3 separate regions of the Mus musculus genome follow, and all the other regions are linked to region 3. Evidence: chromatin contacts called from public HiChIP or PLAC-seq and promoter capture Hi-C data. All regions are on one chromosome and are shown on one strand. The core of a region is the stretch at or near the end of the contact, and the rest is flanking DNA. Distances in the headings are between cores, read along the strand shown. Region 1 overlaps Map3k3 (mitogen-activated protein kinase kinase kinase 3). Region 2 holds the start of Kcnh6 (potassium voltage-gated channel, subfamily H (eag-related), member 6). Region 3 has its middle 9.1 kb from the start of Icam2.

The links. Promoter capture Hi-C pulls out the DNA fragments that hold promoters and counts their contacts. HiChIP or PLAC-seq counts read pairs in DNA pulled down with a chosen protein or histone mark.
Region 1: a contact with region 3 is called in an H3K27ac HiChIP or PLAC-seq map of large pre-B cells, with 2.4 times the contacts expected there. The contact joins two enhancer-like sites. A contact is called at or near these places in 2 of 39 promoter capture datasets (the C10 cell line and second pharyngeal arch cranial neural crest), 2 of 484 Hi-C or Micro-C datasets (LSK cells and peritoneal macrophages), 3 of 115 datasets of contacts at active chromatin or transcription factors (large pre-B cells, memory CD8 T cells and pro-B cells) and 2 of 9 other capture datasets (liver and pancreatic islet).
Region 2: a promoter capture Hi-C map of pre-B cells shows a contact between it and region 3, with 2.2 times the contacts expected there. The contact joins the promoter of Kcnh6 here to the enhancer-like site in region 3. A contact is called at or near these places in 12 of 39 promoter capture datasets (the 3T3-L1 cell line, 3T3-L1-derived adipocytes, the C10 cell line and 9 more), 2 of 15 datasets of contacts at CTCF or cohesin (large pre-B cells and pro-B cells), 13 of 484 Hi-C or Micro-C datasets (CD8 T cells, extraembryonic endoderm stem cells, forebrain and 6 more), 6 of 115 datasets of contacts at active chromatin or transcription factors (T-cell acute lymphoblastic leukemia, double positive thymocytes, embryonic stem cells and 3 more) and 3 of 9 other capture datasets (adipose tissue, embryonic stem cells and liver).

The regions. Positions count from the first base shown.
Region 1 is chr11:106,133,958-106,136,757 of GRCm38.p6, forward strand. All of the region lies in intron 6 of Map3k3 (mitogen-activated protein kinase kinase kinase 3), which reads left to right. Among named protein-coding and RNA genes, the nearest start is that of Gm10840, 24 kb to the right of the region's middle. Within about 2 kb of position 1,429, at least 242 of the 459 cell types and tissues checked have an H3K27ac peak or open chromatin away from gene starts, as enhancers often do. A contact at or near this core is called in liver and pro-B cells, where this site is marked.
Region 2 is chr11:106,006,649-106,009,450 of GRCm38.p6, forward strand. It overlaps Kcnh6 (potassium voltage-gated channel, subfamily H (eag-related), member 6), which reads left to right and starts at 1,500. Exons shown (of 13, transcript NM_001037712.2): 1 at 1,500-1,630; 2 at 2,335-2,565. The coding sequence starts at 1,555. Ace3 (angiotensin I converting enzyme (peptidyl-dipeptidase A) 3) reads left to right here. Exons shown (of 15, transcript NM_001101453.3): 15 at 302-902. All of the region lies in intron 2 of Gm35971 (a long non-coding RNA gene), which reads right to left.
Region 3 is chr11:106,390,398-106,393,374 of GRCm38.p6, forward strand. No RefSeq gene overlaps it. Among named protein-coding and RNA genes, the nearest start is that of Icam2, 9.1 kb to the left of the region's middle. Within about 2 kb of position 1,609, at least 30 of the 459 cell types and tissues checked have an H3K27ac peak or open chromatin away from gene starts, as enhancers often do. A contact at or near this core is called in liver, pre-B cells, pro-B cells and 2 more, where this site is marked.

The sequences.
Region 1 (2,800 bases), core at 179-2,678, 260 kb before region 3:
CTAGTGGCTTAAGGGGTGGGGTGGGGTGGTATTATACATACATATATATATATATATATATATATACACACACACACACACACAGCCTCTATCATCATACACATATACAGTATACCATATATATGATCAGAATATTTTAGAGATCTCAGCAAATGAGAGGAATAAGCTTCTAAAGAGAGGGAAGACAAATAGACCACAGATATGTGAACTTCAGCAGGAGGTGCTTTGTGGAATCTAGGACAGTAATGCCGTGAAAAGGAGAAAAATATCTACCTCCAAGTAGAGGGTGAGTTCAGATGAAGGGAAAAAGGGAAAAGCTGGAATCTTATTATAGCAATAGCTGGTAGCAGAAAGTCAAAACACTGCATAGTATAAACTTCCAGTCCCGGGACAAGAAACCATGATGGTTGAGGTGGTTTCTGCTATTACACATTGAGAAAATAAAATGGTCTCCTTCCTTCACTCCAGAGGTTCTTTTCTCCTCACAGTAAATTCTGTGATACTACGTAAGATTATAAAGTGTATGATGATAATACCTGCTTAAAAACTGAAACATAGGTTGCTGCTAGTGTCTGTGGGATAGAAAGGTTGAGAAGTATTTTTGTACAGCCTTATCCCCCATGTTAGCAGTTCAAGAAATGTTGCTTCCAGTTTTCTATTGAAGAAGAAGAAAAAAGATTAGATTACTGTCCTATCTCATCTGTCCCCTAAAAGAGAAAAGGATTTAGAATATCTCTTTGTACTTGCAGTGACCTGCACATTAACACTGACCCAAAGCCCTAGAACTCCCTGTGGAGGCAGCTTCCTGATTGCATCAGCTTCCTGATGAGGGTTCTCTGAGGAGAGTGAGAGGCTGCATTTCAGCCTCAGTCAGAATACAAACAGTTTCTGCTCGGCTTCTCTGGGTTAAAGAAACTAGCAGAGTGACATAATCTGGGACGAATTGTAACAGCTCATGCTTAAACCCTGGACTTCTCTTTCCATTTAGAATGCCTTCAGAGGAAGCTCTTCAGATAGGCTTCGGCGATGCTGCCTGGGCCTCTTGATGTGGCTAGAGCAGCACAGCCAGCCTGGAGTATCAGTAAAGGCTGTCCCCTGGGAGTCCCCCTCCCATCCCTTGCCATCCCTCCCACCAGCGTGCCCTCAAAGACTGTGGAGTCAGTTGTGCTTTGATAGTAGAGCTCTGCACCTTCTGGAGCTCTCCTGGGCATTGCTAGTAAATATGCTCAGCAGCATCATGGCCTGTCCGTCTCTCACTTGTTCTCAACGGTTGATGTGCCTCTCATTGACTCAGTTTTTGAAATGAAGATAAAAACAAAACTGAAAATACCCTGGAGCAGTCATGCTGCCTCCTGCTGTTTCCATTTGCTTCCTCTGATAGTCACTGGTCTGGGGAGACTTCCCTTTCCTGCTCCAGGCAGTGGGCCTGTGCACAATAGCCCCTGGCATGTCGCCCATCAGATAGCAAGGCTGGTTTTTTGTAGGCCACAGTGTGGATTGGAAAAAGTGAAAGTCTCTGGCTGGAAATAAAAGCTCAGAAAACCTTTGCTCTTACCCCACCCCCACCCCAGGCCCTCCAGGGTCTGCGGCAGTGGCCTTGTATACTAGATTGATCCCAACTGCCAAAGCCAGGGGGAATCAATCCCCTACTACTACTAATATCAATATCAAATATCACCAACAAGAAAGAGGGTTTTTTGTTTTTCTAATTAATCACTTATAAGAGACTTTTAAGTTTTGTTCTAGGTAAAATTATAGTCTCTTCTTATTCTAGAGCATCTTGGGTTCAAATGCTAGAAAAGAACCATTGTAATTTCTTTCAGAAAGAAGAGATTTAATATAGAATTCTGGATTATGGAACTAGTGAAAGTGAAAGAAGCAGACACACAGGAGGCAGGAGTCATCTTAGCATTTCTTTAGTCTTGCCTGTCCTGGAACTCACTCTGTAGACCAGGCTGACCTTGAACTGACAGAGATCCACCTGCCTCTGCCTCCTGAGTGCAGGGATTAAAGGTGTGCGCCATCACTGCCTGGCATCTTAGCTGATTTTATTGCTCTGTGAGTTGAGTTCACGGCAGAATATCCCTAAATTTATACTCAGAGCAGCTTTAGTTTCTATAGAGCTTTAAAATACCTAGATAAATTGTCTCCTGCAGGCTGCTGAGATCATTTCAATACCATGGCTCAGGTACTGACTTACTTCAGAACTGGTAGCTTTCACTCTGTGATGGAGTGGTTGAGACAGGAAGTACACAAAATTCTTTGCCTATTTTCAATACAATATTATAGCTTTATGTCAGCCCTCTATGTCCTTGGGTTGATGCTATTGGGCTTCTGGAGTTGCAAGGATAGTTTATTGAATATACACTCTAGGGGATATAGCTTAGACCTCAGAAGCTGAAAGCTACTACCTCTAACATTTCTTAGGGCCAGCTTATAAAGGCTAACACTGCAAAATCCACAGTGAGCTCATACACGGGTGCAGGAAGTGCTCCCTGCTGGTCAGCCCGGACTCAAGCTATTTTAGACAAAACCGTTCATATGAACTTTATGACGGGCCCTAAGTGAAGCTCATGGTTGTAGAATTTCTTGGTGTGTATGTTTAATAATCTATTCCTGTCTGACTGAGATTGGTCTTTGTGTGGTTTGTGGGGTGACTCCTGAGCCCCAACAGATGCCTCCAAGAATCAATGGAAGTGTTCTCGGTGGTAATTCATCAAATATCTTCAGTAAAACCAAAAGAGCCATGTTGTGGAGCAACTGACTTCGTGTGGAAGAAGGAAGAACGCAGTCTCTTGAA
Region 2 (2,802 bases), core at 250-2,749, 380 kb before region 3:
CTCTAGATCTCTTCCCCATGTTCTTCCTAGTTCTAAACAGTTTCTACTCCAGGATCAGATTCTACAGCACTATTGTTTGATACCTCTGAATTATCCCGTGGTGTATTTATTGCTATAATGCCGTTGTTTGTCCTCATTACTAGATGTTAGGTCCATAAGGCTCAACATGCGTCGGGATTACTCTTTGTAATGTGGAGACCAGAAAAATGCTTGAATGAATAAGCAAATGAATGAATGTCTTACTGCGTAAGCCCATGCTACTGACTGGATAGGAAATACTGTCCCCACTTCTCTTCCACAGCCAGCCTGCTCCCCACATTCAGGGACAGCCAAGACATCTCTGCCCCCCCAGGAAACCACACTTGGCAGCCCTCTCATCTCTCAACCACTGTGGCCAAGGTCCCCCACCAGGTATTGTGGCAAGGACACATCCCGCCCAGGACTCTAAGCCTCTCACCTGGACTTCAGTGGAAACCTCACTGAGCCTCCTTGGCCACCCCCTCCACCCCCCCATCCACTTTGTAAAGTTTATATTTCTGCCAGAATATTTGCTTCAAAGGCCTTCAAATTTCCTTCCGAACCTCAGACTTCTTAAAAACGTAGCTGTCCATCAATTAAATCTGGATGTTCAAACTAGCACTGGATGCTGCTTGTCATTTTTTTCTCCTGCATTTTCACCTCCTCCATTGGCCAGTTCAGCCCCTCTGCATTGACACCACCCTTGGGCCTTTTCCGAAGGTGCATGTTTCATTTTGAATGCTTGCTACTAAAATGTGGCTCAAAATTGGTCTTGGGACCCTCTGCAAAGTTCCAAGTCCACCAAGGTGCTTAATGAACTGTGGCCCTTCTTTTCTCCTCTCAGAAAACCCCCCTTTTTTTCAATAAACTTCACCCCACCCCAATTTGCTTTTTCTAAGTGTGTTCATTTTTAATCAGTACACAGACACTTTTACCAGTGGTCACTTGCTAATAGGTGGCGGCCATTTGTGGGCAAGGGGCCTAAGTGCCCCATTGCCACAGTCAGTCCCAGCGGTAAATCCCTGAAGACAGCCTTCAACAAAAAACTATCTGAAGCCCCTAACAACTTCTGCCCTCCTCTGCCTGGAAAACTACTTCAGTATCAAAAGGGGTCCAAAGAGATGCTGAGGTCTCTGTCTATTTGGACATGAGCAGAAGTTCTTCAGAGTATCCCAGGTTCAGGACCCCTGCCCCTCTCTCTAGGATTCAGAGCCCCTTATGGATCAGAATTTGCTCTTGTCCTGACCCCCAACCCCAACCCCAACCCCGTCTGCCTGTCACGTCCCTTGGCTTATTTCAGCACCACGACGCGGACAGCTCCCGGGCGCAAGCCTCGTGGAAGGAGGAGGAGCGCTGAGCCGTGGGAGCGGGAGGACTAGAGAGGGCGGGGAGGGCAGACGCTGGAGGACGGGCGGGGCCCGATAGCCCTCCCCGGGGGCGGCGCCCACCCCAGCCCGACGCTGCTGAGCCCCAGGACTGACGGAGACGCCAGAAGCCAGGGCACCGGTCACTCCCAGCAAGTGGTGTTACAGAAAGATGCCAGTCCGCAGGGGCCACGTTGCTCCCCAAAACACTTACTTGGACACCATCATCCGCAAGTTTGAGGGCCAGAGTAAGTGTGAGGTTTGGGGGTGTGGGGGACTCTCTGCAGTACGGGTTGGATGGCAGGAGCAGCCAAACTCTTCACTAACTTCTGATGGGGTAAAAGAAATGGCAGGGCTGGGGGCTGGGGGGGGGGGTAGATTCTGAATACAAAATCTTTCGTTTTGATGTCCCCAACACCTCCTCCATATGTGCTGTGTCTTGGGCATAATGCCACTCTTCTACCTGCTCACAGCAGTTTTCTTGGTGTTACAAACCCTGGCCTGCCCTCTCAGTCACTGCCCACTTACCCCTCCAGACCATTCATGCCTCTCCTAGAGGTTTGCCTGACTTCCTTCTTTTCACCCACAGAGCAGGTCTGACTCCCTGGTCACAGTCCTGCTTTCTGGTCTGGATCCCAACTATTATTCCAGGAGTTCTGGGGTCTTCCTCCCACTCTACTGACCCTAGCCCCCAAGCTTGGTTCCCACACCCCTACTTTTCTGCTCCCTGCCTCCTTCATGCCCCTCTGTGCTCCCAGAAGGAATGACCTTTCCCCAGGACTCTTGGTTCTTCCACCCTCCCTTGCTCTGTCCTCCACCTCCCTCATTCTGGCCCCTGCCTGCTCCTGTGTATAAATCCCCTCCTTGGCTGCCACCGGTCCCTGTAATCTTTCTCTCCCAACTACCCACTCCTGGCTGCCACGGTCTTCCTACCTTTTTCTTCCCACCCCAGGTCGTAAGTTCCTGATTGCCAATGCACAGATGGAGAACTGTGCCATCATCTACTGCAATGATGGCTTCTGCGAACTCTTCGGCTACTCCCGTGTGGAGGTGATGCAGCGACCCTGTACCTGTGACTTCCTCACTGGCCCGAACACTCCGAGCAGTGCTGTGTCCCGCCTGGCGCAGGCCCTGCTTGGGGCTGAAGAGTGCAAGGTGGACATCCTCTACTATCGCAAGGATGGTGAGACTCAGTTGGGCCAAGGGTCCTGTAGGCTACCTTTCTTGTCTATCATGGAGTGCCCTGGGGGAAGGGTCTGACCTAAGAGCCAAAGAGCCTGGACCACTTCTATCCCCACTCTGGGCCTTGGTTTCCTTAGTATTAGAGAGAAGCAATGAGAATTGCATGTTATGTCTTCTAAGGGACTTGAGATTGGGCTGAGCCAGCTATTGGTACTGGTATAGAACAGCCTCTTGCTCC
Region 3 (2,977 bases), core at 359-2,858:
TCTTAACCAATTATCCATTTCTCCAGCCCTGCTGATCAAACTTAGAAAGGAAAAAAAAATATTTAGTTCAGTTTTAGAGGTTTAAAGTCCTAGATGTCGGGGAGAGGAGGCATTGGTTTAGCTTCTAGGAAGGACGGTGTATGGCAATGATGGACACATATGGTAGGAGTCACCTCTCATGACACTAAGCAAAGTCCTATAGTCTCTTTTGAGATGGGAAAGGACAGCTGGGATGTTCTCGCATATTCTCTACTCTAAACACACACTTGCACTCCACCCTGTAGAGAGCAATCGGGATATCTATGCTATCACTGGCTCAGCGTGGGCACACTGTTAATGGTTTGTTTATTCTGAGTTGATCCCCCACCCTCTTTTCCCTTGGTGGGTAGAGAAGTATCTTAATTAAGGTTTCTATTGCTGTGATGAAACACCACGACCAAAAAGCAAGTTGGGGAGGAAAGGGTTTATTCAGCGTTAACACTTCCAGATCATAATCCATCATTGGAGGAAGTCAGGACAGGAACTCAAGCAGGGCTGGAACCTGGAAGCAGGAGCTGATGCACAGGCCATGGAGGGTGTGGCTTCCTGGCTTGCTTCTCCTGGCTTGCTCAGCCTGTGTTCTTATAGAACCCAGGACCACTAGTCCAGGGATGACACCACCCACCATGGGCTGGGCCCTCCCCCACTGATCAGTAATAAAGAAAATGCCTTACAGCTGGATCTCACGGAGGCATTTTCTCAACTGAGGCTCCTTCTCTCTGATGACTCTAACTTGTGTCAAGTTGACACACAAAACCAGCCGGTGTAAGAGGTGACAGGTGTATACGTTGTTTTAGCAGAGTGAAGAAGAGCTAAGTAAATAATATCCAACGAACCACATGCAGAAAGCAGAGTAAGGTGTTGATCAGGACGGAGAAGGCTAGAGTTTCACAGTAAACTGGAAACTCATTGGCCGAGAGCCCAAATAAGAGGCTGTGGGTCAGTCTGGAATCCTGGGTTACACAGATAATTTGTAAAACCATCGAACAAGAGTTTGTAAATAGAGGCACACAACGGAGATTGGTAGCTCCAGTTGGTATCTGTGTCCTCGTAGCCTCTGTTCAAGGACACAGTGGCACCTGTACTGTTGCAGGGGTTCTTGGAATGCCCAGTTCCAGGATCACCTTCACTCTTCAAGGGACAGGGGTGGCATATATTCTGGCCAATGTTAACTTGTAATGGGAAAGCTTGTGGCTATGGGGTTATTAAAAAACCTATCAGCCGACGAAGGAGTTGGGTTTAGAAAGCTGGGTCCCTGGGGGGAAAGATGGTTCAGTGGTTAAGAGCACTCACTGGATCACAACTGTAACACTAGTCCCATTGGGATCTGACACCCTCTTCTGACCTCTGTGGTTATTTCATATATGTGGTATACAGACAAAACACCCACATACATAAAAACAAACTAAATAAAAACCGTTTGAAAAGAAAAAGGAAAGCTAGGTCTCTTTGTCTCCCTTGGTCTGGACCCCAGCCTCATTTCAGGGGAATCCCACTGCAGGGTGAGGAGTCAGATCAGCATTCAGGCTGGTCATGCGAGTGGCCACACTAAGAACAAGCCACTGCAGGAGATCTGGGGATGGACAGCACATGAGTGCCATCTAGTGGTGGAGAAAGTAAGCATCCTGCCACCACCTTCTCTAAAAGGCATGAGAATTACATCTCTGGGCTGGGTGGCTGCCCCAACGTTCCTTTGTGTTCAAAAGTGGATTGGGATGCAGACGAGTCCCTGAGAAACTGTGTTTTGAGAAAGGATTTCACCCTGTAGTCCAGGCTGGCCTGAAATTCACTGGATAGCCTAGGTAAGTTTAGACCTCATGGCAATCCTGCCTCAAGCCTCCGAAGGGTGTGAGTCACCAGGCAGTTTGGTAATCTTAGTTTTATTTATTTGTCTATGTGTTTTGTCTGCATAAGGGTATGTATACATGAGTCCAGGTGCTCACAGAAGCCAGAAGAAGGTATTGGGTCCCCCTGGAACTGGAGTTACGAGTGACTGTGGAATATGCCATGTGGGTGCTGGGAACTGAATTGGGTTCCTCTGGAAACCAGTATGCTCTCTCTCTAGGCCCCCGAGGGACTGTTTTTAAGGAGAATAATATAGACGTAAAAGAACACATCCATAAACATCCAGGAACTGAAAAGCTGAGAAGAGGACATGCAGACATGCAGGAGGTGCCTATGAGGACCAGGCTGGACTTGAACTCCTCCTGGCAATCCTCTTGCCTCAGCCTCCCCCACCCCACCCCCTTTTTTCTCCCCCCCCCCCCAGACAAGATCTTACTACACAGCCCTGGCTGACCTGGAACTGGCTATGTAGATCAGGCTGACCTTTAAACTCACAGAGATCTGCCTGCCTCTGGAGTGCTGCGATTAAAGGCAAGTATGACCACGCCCAGCCCCTTTTCTATTTCACGGCTAAATAAAACCAGTGAGCTCAACTGGAGACTAGGAGGGAGGATACACTCTTTCCTTTGGAAGAGCCCAAGACTGCATGTTTGGCAAGGGGAAAATCCAACAAGCACAGGGTTTACACAGCTTGTTTGCTTTTTTTTTTTAATTATTAACTGAATCTTTTCTTTTTATTTATCTTGTATACATGAGTACACTGTCATCGCTGTCTTTAGACACACCAGAAGAGGGCACTGGATCCTATTACAGATGGGTGTGAGCCATCACGTGGGTGCTAGGACTTGAACTCAGGACCTCTGGGAGAGCAGGCAGTGCTCTTAACCGATGAGCCATCTCTCCAGCCTGGGGTTGTTCTTTTTTTAAGCCAGTGAGCAGCTGCAAATAGAGTCATCCTTTGTGGTGGGGCCTGGCAGCAACCCTTTTGACCTCCTTGGTCGTTTACAGGGACTGTGATCTCTCACTGTGGAGGGAGAGACAGTACTGGATCCTGGCTTTCCCAGACTCCTTTGCTCCTCCCAGACTACTCACG